Linked DNA regions of Sus scrofa: regions 1 and 3 are each linked to region 2. Evidence: chromatin contacts called from public HiChIP or PLAC-seq data. All regions are on one chromosome and are shown on one strand. Each heading gives the region's core, a stretch centred on a gene start, on an enhancer-like site or on the middle of the called end of the contact. The rest is flanking DNA. Distances are from core to core; before and after follow the strand shown. Region 1 overlaps CMC1 (COX assembly mitochondrial protein homolog). Region 2 overlaps SLC4A7 (sodium bicarbonate cotransporter 3). Region 3 overlaps CMC1 (COX assembly mitochondrial protein homolog).

What was found. HiChIP or PLAC-seq counts read pairs in DNA pulled down with a chosen protein or histone mark.
Region 1: a contact with region 2 is called in an H3K27ac HiChIP or PLAC-seq map of alveolar macrophages. The contact joins two enhancer-like sites. A contact is called at or near these places in 2 of 47 Hi-C or Micro-C datasets (embryonic fibroblasts and epiblast stem cells) and 1 of 2 datasets of contacts at active chromatin or transcription factors (alveolar macrophages).
Region 3: an H3K27ac HiChIP or PLAC-seq map of alveolar macrophages shows a contact between it and region 2. The contact joins two enhancer-like sites. A contact is called at or near these places in 1 of 47 Hi-C or Micro-C datasets (epiblast stem cells) and 1 of 2 datasets of contacts at active chromatin or transcription factors (alveolar macrophages).

What each region holds. Positions count from the first base shown.
Region 1 is chr13:14,720,605-14,724,340 of Sscrofa11.1, reverse strand. The region is part of intron 4 of CMC1 (COX assembly mitochondrial protein homolog); the gene reads right to left. Among named protein-coding and RNA genes, the nearest start is that of CMC1, 40 kb to the right of the region's middle. Within about 2 kb of position 2,105, at least 1 of the 83 cell types and tissues checked has an H3K27ac peak or open chromatin away from gene starts, as enhancers often do. A contact at or near this core is called in alveolar macrophages, where this site is marked.
Region 2 is chr13:14,006,786-14,010,300 of Sscrofa11.1, reverse strand. All of the region lies in intron 1 of SLC4A7 (sodium bicarbonate cotransporter 3), which reads left to right. Among named protein-coding and RNA genes, the nearest start is that of SLC4A7, 35 kb to the left of the region's middle. Within about 2 kb of position 1,255, at least 3 of the 83 cell types and tissues checked have an H3K27ac peak or open chromatin away from gene starts, as enhancers often do. A contact at or near this core is called in alveolar macrophages, where this site is marked.
Region 3 is chr13:14,744,981-14,748,824 of Sscrofa11.1, reverse strand. The region is part of intron 4 of CMC1 (COX assembly mitochondrial protein homolog); the gene reads right to left. Among named protein-coding and RNA genes, the nearest start is that of AZI2, 39 kb to the left of the region's middle. Within about 2 kb of position 2,559, at least 4 of the 83 cell types and tissues checked have an H3K27ac peak or open chromatin away from gene starts, as enhancers often do. A contact at or near this core is called in alveolar macrophages, where this site is marked.

The sequences.
Region 1 (3,736 bases), core at 856-3,355, 710 kb before region 2:
GTTTTTTTGCTTTTTAGGGCTGCGCCTGCAGCATGTGGAAATTCCAAGACTAGGGGTTAAATCAAGAGCTACAGCTGCAGGCCGACACCACAGCCAGAGCAACGTGGGATCTGAGCCATGTCTGCATCCTACACCACAGCTCATGGCAATGCCAGATCCTTAACCTACTGAGCGAGGCCAGGGATCAAACCCGCAACCTCATGGATACTAGTGCTGAGCTGCAGTGGGAACTTCCTAAGATTATTTCTGCCTCCTTGAATAAGACCTCAAAACATTAATAAACACAACAATTAATGTTATATTTACGGTGATGGGAAAGAGCAAGGTAAGTCAATGTAAAGCTTATATTCTTGAGAACAGGATTTCCATATATTTCTACCACAAGATGGAGATAAAGTAGACATATTCACATATTTTAAAAATATATATAATTTTTATTATGGCATTTGATATCACTTTGCTTGTAATCAGGAATATGTGCTGATATGTGATCAATCCAATTACAGTTATTTCCAAAATATTCTTTTGATAAAAAGAAGAAAATATAAGGACATACAATGCTTACATGTTCAATTCATTTTATACATGGAACTACCAGTATTAAGACATTTTTAAAAATATCTGAAGAAGATGATTCATATGTCTCACTGCAGTCCCATACCTTTCTGCAGTGGCATAAATGATTACTATCTGGATTATCCAATATGGCAGCCAAGGCCACACATGGCCAATGAGCATGTGAAATGTGTGCATGACATTAAGAAAAATGGAGAGCTACTGTGACTAGTGACTACCAAAATGGACAGCACTAATCTATATACCACAGCGAACTTAATATTTTAATACATATCAAAATCCAATGAGTTTTTGGGTTATTAAAATAATTAATTGATAAAATTCAAACCTTAAAAATCATTACAAAATGGAGTTCCTGTCATGGCTCAGTGGTTAATGAACCCGACTAGTATCATGAGGATGTGGGTTCAATCCCTGGCCTTGCTCAGTGGTTAGGGATCTGATGTTCCTGTGAGCTGTGGTATAGGTTGCAGACAAGGCTCGGATCTGGCGTAGCTGTGGCATAGGCTGGCAGCTACAGCTCTCACTGGACCCCTAGCTTGAACCTCCATATGCCGCGGGTGCAGCCTTAAAGACAAACAAACAAAAAAAAAAATTAAAGATAAAAAAATATGGTCTGACAATTAATAATAATCAATGTGTTTCCGTAACCATGAGAAAAAGAATGGAAAAGCTCAGTATAATCACAGAAGTTAAAAGAATGTGTACTCAAAGAAGTAGTTTTTTAGCACCCTTTGAAGGGAATCAAAGAGCATTATTAAACACACACAATATACACTGATCTTTTAAAAATGTATCCATAACTATGTGAATTTGATATTTTATATAGAAATGTACTTAAATATACATTTAAATATCTGCACACAAAGTACACTCCGTATTTACTGTTTACTTGTGTCTAAGTTCAGTTAACATTTTCAATAATGAAAAAAAAAATTGCTCCATCTTATTAAATAGTAAAGAAGCTAAGTCTGCAATTAGAAAGTAGAGCACTTTGTGCCAGAGACAGTCCAAACAGAATAAGCGGGCCTCAAGCAATGCAAAGCTGGGCACCATTTAAGCTGGGAAGCCAGTCCACAAAGACAGCACTCAAATCTATCAGCACATCCTGAAAGCATGAAGACTGATGATTAAACCACCTCACTGCGGTCAGTCTGAACTGGGTCTGGGCAGAAGAGGAGGGGAGGTGACCTAAAAATGCTACAGAGGTAACACTGAGGAGGCAAAAGAGCATCAGAAAAGAATCAGTAGATCAACTGCCAAGCAATTCTTAAAAACATGTTGATGGCTGGATTATTTTGGCACACATACTCAGACTTTAAAACAAATCCAAAAAAATGCCCAAAAGAATGTTTAATTAAACTGTCCATAGGTTACAAAATTGGGATAGTCTCATTTGCAAGCAAACTCAGCTTGCTTTGACTAGTCACAATCTAACAGAAAATGAAGAGTTCCCCTGTTCAGCAGATGGACCGTGCACCCAAAGATCTCATTACGATATTTCGACATGTGCTGTGTTAAAACTGAACCCCTAGAGGGCAACTCAGCTTCAATTTTTGCTCCAGAATATACTTCAATTCCCAACCAGTTTAGAGATGCCATGACCTATTTCCTTATACCATGCAACTTTTTCTTCAAAACAAAAGGGAAATAGAAAGAAGAAAACTGAGATATTCCGCCCACTAATGAAAAACATCACTATGGAACATATTCTCAACAGTGATAACTCAAGGATGAAGAATATGGTCTATTCTTATTAGGCATATTCCTGAACAACACACTTCATACACAAATACTTGAATATTAACACTCTCAATAGGAACCATGTAGTAGATAGAAAGACATACTTAACAAGTCTATTTAATATAAATGCTTTGCATAACTTTACATTCATTAAAGGGCATGTTAAAATGTATAGGGAAAAAAAGGTGAAGAATCCAACCTCAGTAACAATTAACCCCATAAACTACCCAGTACAACCCACTACAGGAAAACCACATTCCTTCAAGGTCAAAAACATGAAGAGGTTTCCTGACTGCCCATCTAAGCTAACTCTGTATCACAAGGCACAAGTGTTGATACTCAAACTGGCCCACTCAAAATACTGATGTAGCAAAAAAAAAAAAGCTTCTATCTCAATACCAAAAGAAAATCAGCTATCAAGGACATTAACCTGTACAACTCAACAATGGTATATTGGTATATTTGACTCAGCCTTTTTTTTGTGTGGAACTCAGAAATAAGGCAAGTCTAACAGAGATACATGACCAGAGTAACATTACAGAATGAACTGAGAATTTATCCGACAGTACACAGGATTACAATACTGACTCAGTCAGGAGCATGTGTTTTTGTTTTTTGTTTTTTTTTTTTTTAATCCAAGTAAGATTTTAAAGGACCAACTCTCATCTGGTCTACATAGTCATTTTAACTCAATCTGCAGCAGCATTTGAGTGTAAATGGTCACCACGTAAGGCCTTCCTCCCCATAAGGGCAGTCGCCAGAGACTCCTGACCTGCTGTGCTCAGTGCCAGAATCACCAGGATAAGTAAAGACCTCATCTCCACATTACACTAACTGTCTTCACTCAAGTGTAAACTAAGTACTCACACGACATCCCATGAACCCAGGGATTGTTTTAGATCCTAAGTCAACCTCTGCTCATTTAGATTAGCATCTGTATCTGAAATCTGACAAACCAAAGACAGTGCTGATGAAACGCTGGTGGAGGCTACTGAGGAGGGAGAAGTTCGTATGCCGTGAGCTTTGTAATTTTCCTAACAGTAAAGAAGGAAAGGGGGGAGCCATATAATTCACAGGATAAAAGGGGGTAGAGGTTGAAGACTGCGAAAGCACACTGGGGTTCATCATTTCCTAAGAAAAGTCTGCTAAGACTCTTTGGCCCACTTGAAAAGAACTAGAAGACTGGCCTGCATAATCTGAAGCTCAACCTCCATGATGGAAATAAGGAAATAAACATTCCAGAAATAGAAAATGGAGTTGCCACTGTGGTTGGGAGGGTTACAAACCCGAATATTACCCATGATGGGGGTTCGATCCTTAGCCTTGCTCAGTGGGTTAAGGATCCAGCATTGCTGTGATGTAAACTGTGGTGTAGGCTGGCAGCTACAGCTCCAATTTGACTTCTAACCTGGTAACT
Region 2 (3,515 bases), core at 6-2,505:
CATCAGTGATTTCTCCCTTTAACTGGATTAGGGAAGATAATTTGCTTACTCTTCAGCTTTTTGCCCATAAAATAAAGTTTTCTAATACTATAGTTCAACTCTTGTTGGTAGGTGGGATGGGTTTGGGAATTGGGGTTATTTGGAAGAAACTCGTATTTTGGGGAACAGCATTTTTTTTATATATACTTCGTTAGATTTCTTTGATACAGTGTTGGGGAAAAAGTTCTGACATACAGATGAACTTTTAGAGGAATACTTATAGATTTAGGGTTACTTGTAGTACAGTGAAAGTATACAGTAACTTTAGAGTATTTTTGGTGTGAATTGGAATATACACTACTTCATTTTCAGGAGGATTAAAACACTGTGAATGAAATGAGAGTGCCACCTAGAAGCCCACCTAAAATGGTCAAGGGCGGGAAGCAGCCCCTACTGAAGAGCAACTTAAACATGTACAACTTAAGTCTGTAACACAACCAAGGCCATGGTGTTCAGACAGGAGTGCTGCACCATCACACAGAGGGGGTTGAATATATAGGGGCTTGGGCTCCACTCACGCCGCTGGGTCAACATCTCCCAGCAGAATTTCTAATAAGTCAAAATCTAAAGCCCTCTTAAAGTTATACTGTTTTAGATCCTCATGAAAGTTAGTTGCCTCTTCTTGGCATTTTGTCCTAAATATGAAAGAATGTACTTCTGATGAATAATTCTCCAGTACAGCCACAATACTGTTTCAGGGTACATTTTAAATCTTGAGTATTGGGGTTCCCATGGTGGCACAGTGGAAACAAATCCAACTAGTATCCATGAGGTTGCAGGTTTGATCCCCAGCCTTGCTCAGTGGGTTAAGGATCAGGTGTTGCTGTGAGCTGTGGTGTAGGTTGAAGATGCAGCTCGGATCTAGTGTTGCTGTGGCTGTGGTGAAGGCTGGCAGCTGTAGCTTCAATTAGACCCTTAGCCTGGGAACCTCCATATGCCGCAGGTGTGGCCCTAAAAAAGCAAAAAAAAAAAAAAAGAAAAATAAATTTTCACTATTGAGGAAATTAATATAGCTATTCATTTTGGTAATTGTTAAAAGACTTTGCTAATTAATCTAGTTTTAAAGCTTATATGGCAGATGAAAAAGCATTTTTTAAAGAAAAATAGTTTTCTTTCTCAGATTCAGTGAACTGTGGGCGTCTTCTGTGGTTGTGCACTTGTGCTTGGTGCCTCTTCCCACAGCCCTTTCAGATGCATGTGACCCTGTGAGGGTGGGGACCTGGATAGATGGGTGACAAGTCATTCAAAAGATTGCATACTGACATCTGCCTCTGTATTCATGTGGTTAACATAAAGCAATATTAAAAAAAAAAAAAAGTCCCGAAAACTACTTACTGCCAGAGGTACCCAGTTCACTACTTTGCTCATATGTCCTTTCAGTGTCCATTATGTAAATTCAAATATTCCTGTTCTGGAGACTTTCTTACCTAGCAAGTAGTATTCGGTATATGTGGTTCTCTACCTTGTGTGTGTAATAGGTCTTAAATATTTTTCGTGTCAGTACGTAGCATCTTCTTCTTTTTAGGAGCTTGGCATTCCATTGAGTGCATTGCTATTCCTCTTTTAAGGGACTGTTGGATGATTTCCAGTCTTTTCCTATTACAGGCTTCAGCAAATCACCTTGCACATATGTCGTTTCATATGCAGAGAATTTAAACTTTCTTTATAGTCTTATGTAGATAATGCTTAAATTTGTTGCCTGCTATGTTATAGAGCAGTTTGTATTCTGAATAGTTATCTTATTTTTTAAATAAGAATTTGAAACCACGACTAAATTATTTTCTTAAGATTAGAGTGAGTTAATCTTGTATTGATATACTGAGGGTGCCTTTTTTGTTCTTCTGTGTATTTTAGTTTTCCCAGTGCCTTGGCTTTATTTCCTCTTAGGTAGGCTTTGTAAGGACTGGCTTATGTGACATATTCCTCTGGGGTTAAGAACGAAAACATTTTGATGTCGGGGGTGACTCTTTGCTGTTGCTATTTTTAGTTTTCAACCATACACTCACAGTTAAAGATTGAAGAATGATTTTTTTTCTAGATTCAGATTTAAAAAAAGTAACACGTATTACATTGAAATTTGAATTTATTCTTTTTAAAATTACCAAAATTACATGTTTATTATAAAAGAAAATTAAATACTTTGGGGTTATCTGTCTCTGTTTTTCCAGCCATTCATGTGATGCAGTATCAGCAGTTTGCTGTTTAACCTTTTACGTATTATTTTTGTTGTTGTTGTCTTTTTGCCATTTCTTGAGCCACTCCAGCGACATATGGAGGTTCCCAGGTTAGGGGTCCAATTGGAGCTGCAGCTGCCTGCCTACGCCAGAGCCACAGCAACGCAGGATCCAAGCCACATCTGCAACCTACACCACAGCTCACGGCAACGCCGGATCCTCAACCCACTGATCAAGGCCAGGGATCGAACCCGAAACCTCATGGTTCCTAGTTGGATTTGTTAACCACTGCGCCACAAGGGGAACTCCCTTTTACATATTTAATATGTATTTTTTGCATATACTTCAAGAAAGAACACATGTCAAGTCATACTTTATATAGTGTATTAACTTTACCGATTTTCGAAATAATGGCTTAAAACATTATCCTAAAATGATAGGATTTAAAATGCAATATATTTGTTTCAGAAATGTATTTCCGCCTTGAAACATAAATGGCTTTGTTCTAAGGGATTTTCAGTATATAGACATCTGCATGCACCCTGCATGCTTCATTGAATGACTTGTAAAGTGCTCAGGCGGGCATTGTGTGTGCCTGCTTATATTTGCCTTTATAGCAGACTGCCTTTCTGATTCATGTTTCCCAGTTGTTGAAAAGTAGAGGATGTTTTTCAGGGAAGGGAGACATGCAGACCTACCCTCCACCCCAGCCTTTTTTTTTTTTTTTTTTTTTTTTTTAATAGTGTTAAATGTAAAAGTTTTTATTTATTTACTTATTTTATTTATTTATTTATTTTTTGTCTTTTTGCCATTTTTAGGACCACTCCCTCGGCATATGGAGTTTACCAGGCTAGGGGTCTAATTGGAGTTGTAGCTGCCGGCCTACACCAGAGCCACATCAACTCTTGATCCGAGCCGCGTCTGCAGACCACACTACAGCTCATGGCAACGCCGGATCCTTAACCCACTGAGCAAGGCCATGGATCGAACTCGCAACCTCATGGTTCCTAGTTAGATTCGTTAACCACTGAGCCGTGATGGGAACTCTTGTAAAAGTTTTTAGACTTTAAGCATTTTAACTTTAGTTAAATAAAAGCATTGTCACTGAAAACCCAAACATTAACAATAAAATAATATTCTCACTTGGCTTTAAATCAGATCATTCATTCAGGTCTCCACAGAGGGTATCTGAGGGAGCATGCTGGGTGGACCTACAGAGGAGCTGTGGGACTTTCTCTTTTTTATTTATTTTATTTTCTTATATAATGATTTTTATTTTTTTCATTATAGCTGGTTTACAGT
Region 3 (3,844 bases), core at 1,310-3,809, 740 kb before region 2:
TGCTGTGGTGTAGGTCACAGATGCAGCTCAGATCCTGCATTGCTGTGGCTGTGACATAGGCTAGCAGCTGCAGCTCTGATTCAACCCCTAGCCTGGGAGCTTACATATGCCACGGGCACAGCCATAAAAAGACAGAAGATAAAAAAGAGAAAGTCCATTACCTCCCACTCTGGAAGGCTGCTAGCATGCCTTTACGTTAACTATTCTACTGATAGTATGATGGACATTAAGAGCTGCCTTTCTAGAGGCAAGAAGTATGACCCTAGATGGAATCGGAGACATGAGCAGTCCTCAAAGGGATGGGGCCATGGGCCGCAGCCTCAGGGTAACTCAGAGCCCTGTACCAGCTCACTGAGATAACATCTAAACGAAGACTGTTAGCATCACGGATTTTACCTCGTGAAAATACGCAAGTTGACCAAACCCCAGGCCTCTTCTGGAAAACACAAATATGATGGCCATTTATTACCACGAGTAGTTTCTGAATTTAACAAACCCAGTAGTTTTCCATATGAGGAATTCACAACAGAAGGCTCAGGCACTGAATTATTTTAAGATCTGTTTTCCCTAATAGGACTGAAAGTGTCTTTAGTAGGATTGATTCCAGATAGCATTTACGTGTTCTAGTGACAATAAAGGCACAGCCTATGTATTTTCACACTTGTCCAAATCTCTTCAGGAATAACTGTGACTGGCCCGAAGCCTCAAGCTGTTTGTAAGGTTTTTGTCACTTGTTTAGCAACAAGGTTTTAATGAGGATCCTTCTTTCATATCACATTAGCGTATACTCACATTATGGTGACGTTGCTAATACAGCTGATTTCTGCAATGGTATTCTGCAACAAGCCCAATTTAACTCACTTCTGTCTCTCAATGTTACATTAAATGTTAAAAGAGCTTGTACGCCTGTATGTAAATAATTTGATCACCACTGAAAACTATGAAAATAAACTTTCTTTCACTTAAGCATATCTTAAAGTAATGCAAATACATATCAATAAGCAGTGAGAGGAGAGAAATTAAAAGCTACCCCAAACTTTAAAGGTAGCATTTAAGACATTTTTTTAGGTATCAAGAACATGAAGTTCTCTCTTTTGTAAACCCTCATTTCTCTGAAAGAAACTATTTGATATAATAAACTATTGGTAAAAATATCCTTTAGGCATAACATTTGGATCAAGTAAATCTAGGAAAACAGAAAGAGATAAAGTCTTCTATCTTTAGCGTAAGATAAGAGGCAAAATTATCATGTTGCAATTAAGTACAAGTAGTCTATATAACTTCCAGTTTATATAAGAACAAACTTGAAGATCCCATGTGATGCAGTGGGATAAGAATCCGACTGCAGTGGCTCAGGTCACTGCAGAAGCATGGGTTTGATACCTGGCCCAGTGCAGTGGGGTAAGGGATCTGGCATTGCCGCAGCTACTGCATTTAAAAACAAATAAAAAAGTAAACTTCTTGGGAACCTCTGTATAAAAGCAGTAAGAGAAAAGAGGTAGTTTAAACTGCTTTTCACTCATTAAATTTATGGAATTTTCTAATGTATTTTAATATTTAAATAATCTCCAATAATAAGGCTTCCAGATTAAAAGCCAAGATGAAGAAACAACTGTGTGTGGGAGCAGAACCACTGGGCACTTGACCTTTTACACTTTTCATTCAGTCAGTTTTAAGCAACATATTATTTTGCAAACACAGTCATCCAGTTAGAACTAAAGCATTCAGTGAGAGATGACAATTTAAAAACATACCAAATTAAAAGAAGTCATCCCCACTGTTTCATGTCTTTGACTAGAACCACCCCTTTTATAACTCCATTAATTTATTATTTTTTAAAAACTCTTAAGCCTATGATTTTTACACAACCATCTTTAGACAGAGCACTTACTTGTAACTTTCTATTTCTTTATTTCCTTAATCAGTAAAGTACTAATAAAGTATACCAATGTGATTTAGAATTTTAACATATAAACTGTGTTACATTTCCATGACTACCCCATCATTTTCATCATTTCATTTTTAAACCTGGAACTTCAATTTAATCTAAATGAAAGACATTTAGGAGATCTTGCTTATTAAAGAAATGTATTAAGGCAGATTTTTAAATCCCTCTCAATTCAAAATATATCATCAACTCTACATGGAACTCTTAGCTGCTTCCTTATACAGAACTGGATAAGAATAAAAACAGAGATGTACTTTAGACAACGCATAAATGAACCTTTGACCAGATATTGAATCAGAAGAGGTTTTTACATGATACAATTCGGGAAGAGTGAAGGTATGTATCAACTTTTAGTAATATTTTTCTTCAGGTGATTTGTCTGAAAGTTTCAGATTTAGAATGGAAATTAAAATCTAAAAGTAATTTTCCTAGGAGAAGCTATCTTTTAAGTGAAGACCTGAGTCCCTGCAGACAAGACCTACGTGCAGAGCCCCCGGAAGCTGTGTGGGAATGGGATGCTAGGTTCTGCGCTCACTGGGCTCACGTACAGGGAGGAAGGCCCAAACCAAGGCAGAGATAACACAGACAGTGTGTCCTCTCCTCCCTACTGATGGCTCAGCTGAAGGAAGCCAAGGCTACAAGGCCACAAAGCACATGATGTGCGTAATACTGATAACTGCAACAGTATTTCATGTAGTTCATGTGCAATACTCTGTAACTGAAGTTCATGTGCAATATTCTGTAAACAGTTCTGATTTTTTTTGTTTTTGTTTTTTTGCTTTTTTAGGGCCGCACCTGCAGCATGTGGAAGTTCCCAGGCTAGGGGTGGAAATCAGAGCTACAACCACAGCAACGCAGGATCCAAGCCACGTCTGCAACCTACACCCCAGCACAGCAACACCAGGCCCCCAACCCACTGAGCGAGGCCAGGGATCGAACCCGCATCTCATGGATACTAGTTGGATTCGTTTCCGCTACACCACAACAGGAATTCCTACACTTCTGATTTATGAACATTTGTTTATAAAGTTTAGTAATGAAACTGCAGATCTCTTTGCAACCTTTGCGTGAATGATTCTAGTAGTATGACTTTCACAAAGAAGTCATTCTAATCCAACCTACAAACAAAATCTAATATAATAAACAGTAGTAGATTCGGCGAGAAGCTAATTAGGACAAGTTCAATTCAGTTGCAAAAAGTGTACCTGTGACTATTTGCCAGCAAACATTCTAAAAACAACAAAATTCCACAATTTTTCAAGAGATCTATAAAATATTCAATGAAAAATTATAACATGCAAAAGCAACCTCTTCTTTTCTGAGACACATACACTAATAGTGGCTTCTTCACCGCACTCATATCTTCAAAAATGTTTCAGTTTCCAAAGACAAACCTAAAATACTGCAGTTGGGAAATCTTCAAATCGTGCTGTCACCTTAATGTTTAAGAAGAGATCCAACTGTAAATATTTCTTCTTAAGTTATCAGAGTAGAAGAAGAAAAAAGTTGCTTACATTCCTGCCTTCATATCATAATAACAACAGCTAACACCTGTATGTACTATGTACCAGGCTTTCACAGGTATTGACTGATTCAGTAAATTCAGATTTTTAATTTTTCTCATATATTCTTTCAATAAAGATTCACAGGCTCATAAAATATCACTCATTCATTCATTCATTCAAACACTTTCCAAGTACTTGCTATAGGCCTAGCATTGTGCTAGGTTCTGGGGTTTCCATACCAAATGAGACAGGAAATAATTTTAAAATGTTAACAGTTGAGTTGGATACCTGCTCTGACTGTTATGGAGTGGGGCAGGGAGAGCACTGTGGAGGCCCAGAACTGGGACTCCAAACCTACCCAAGAGGGGCTTGTCATACTTTTAAACTATGT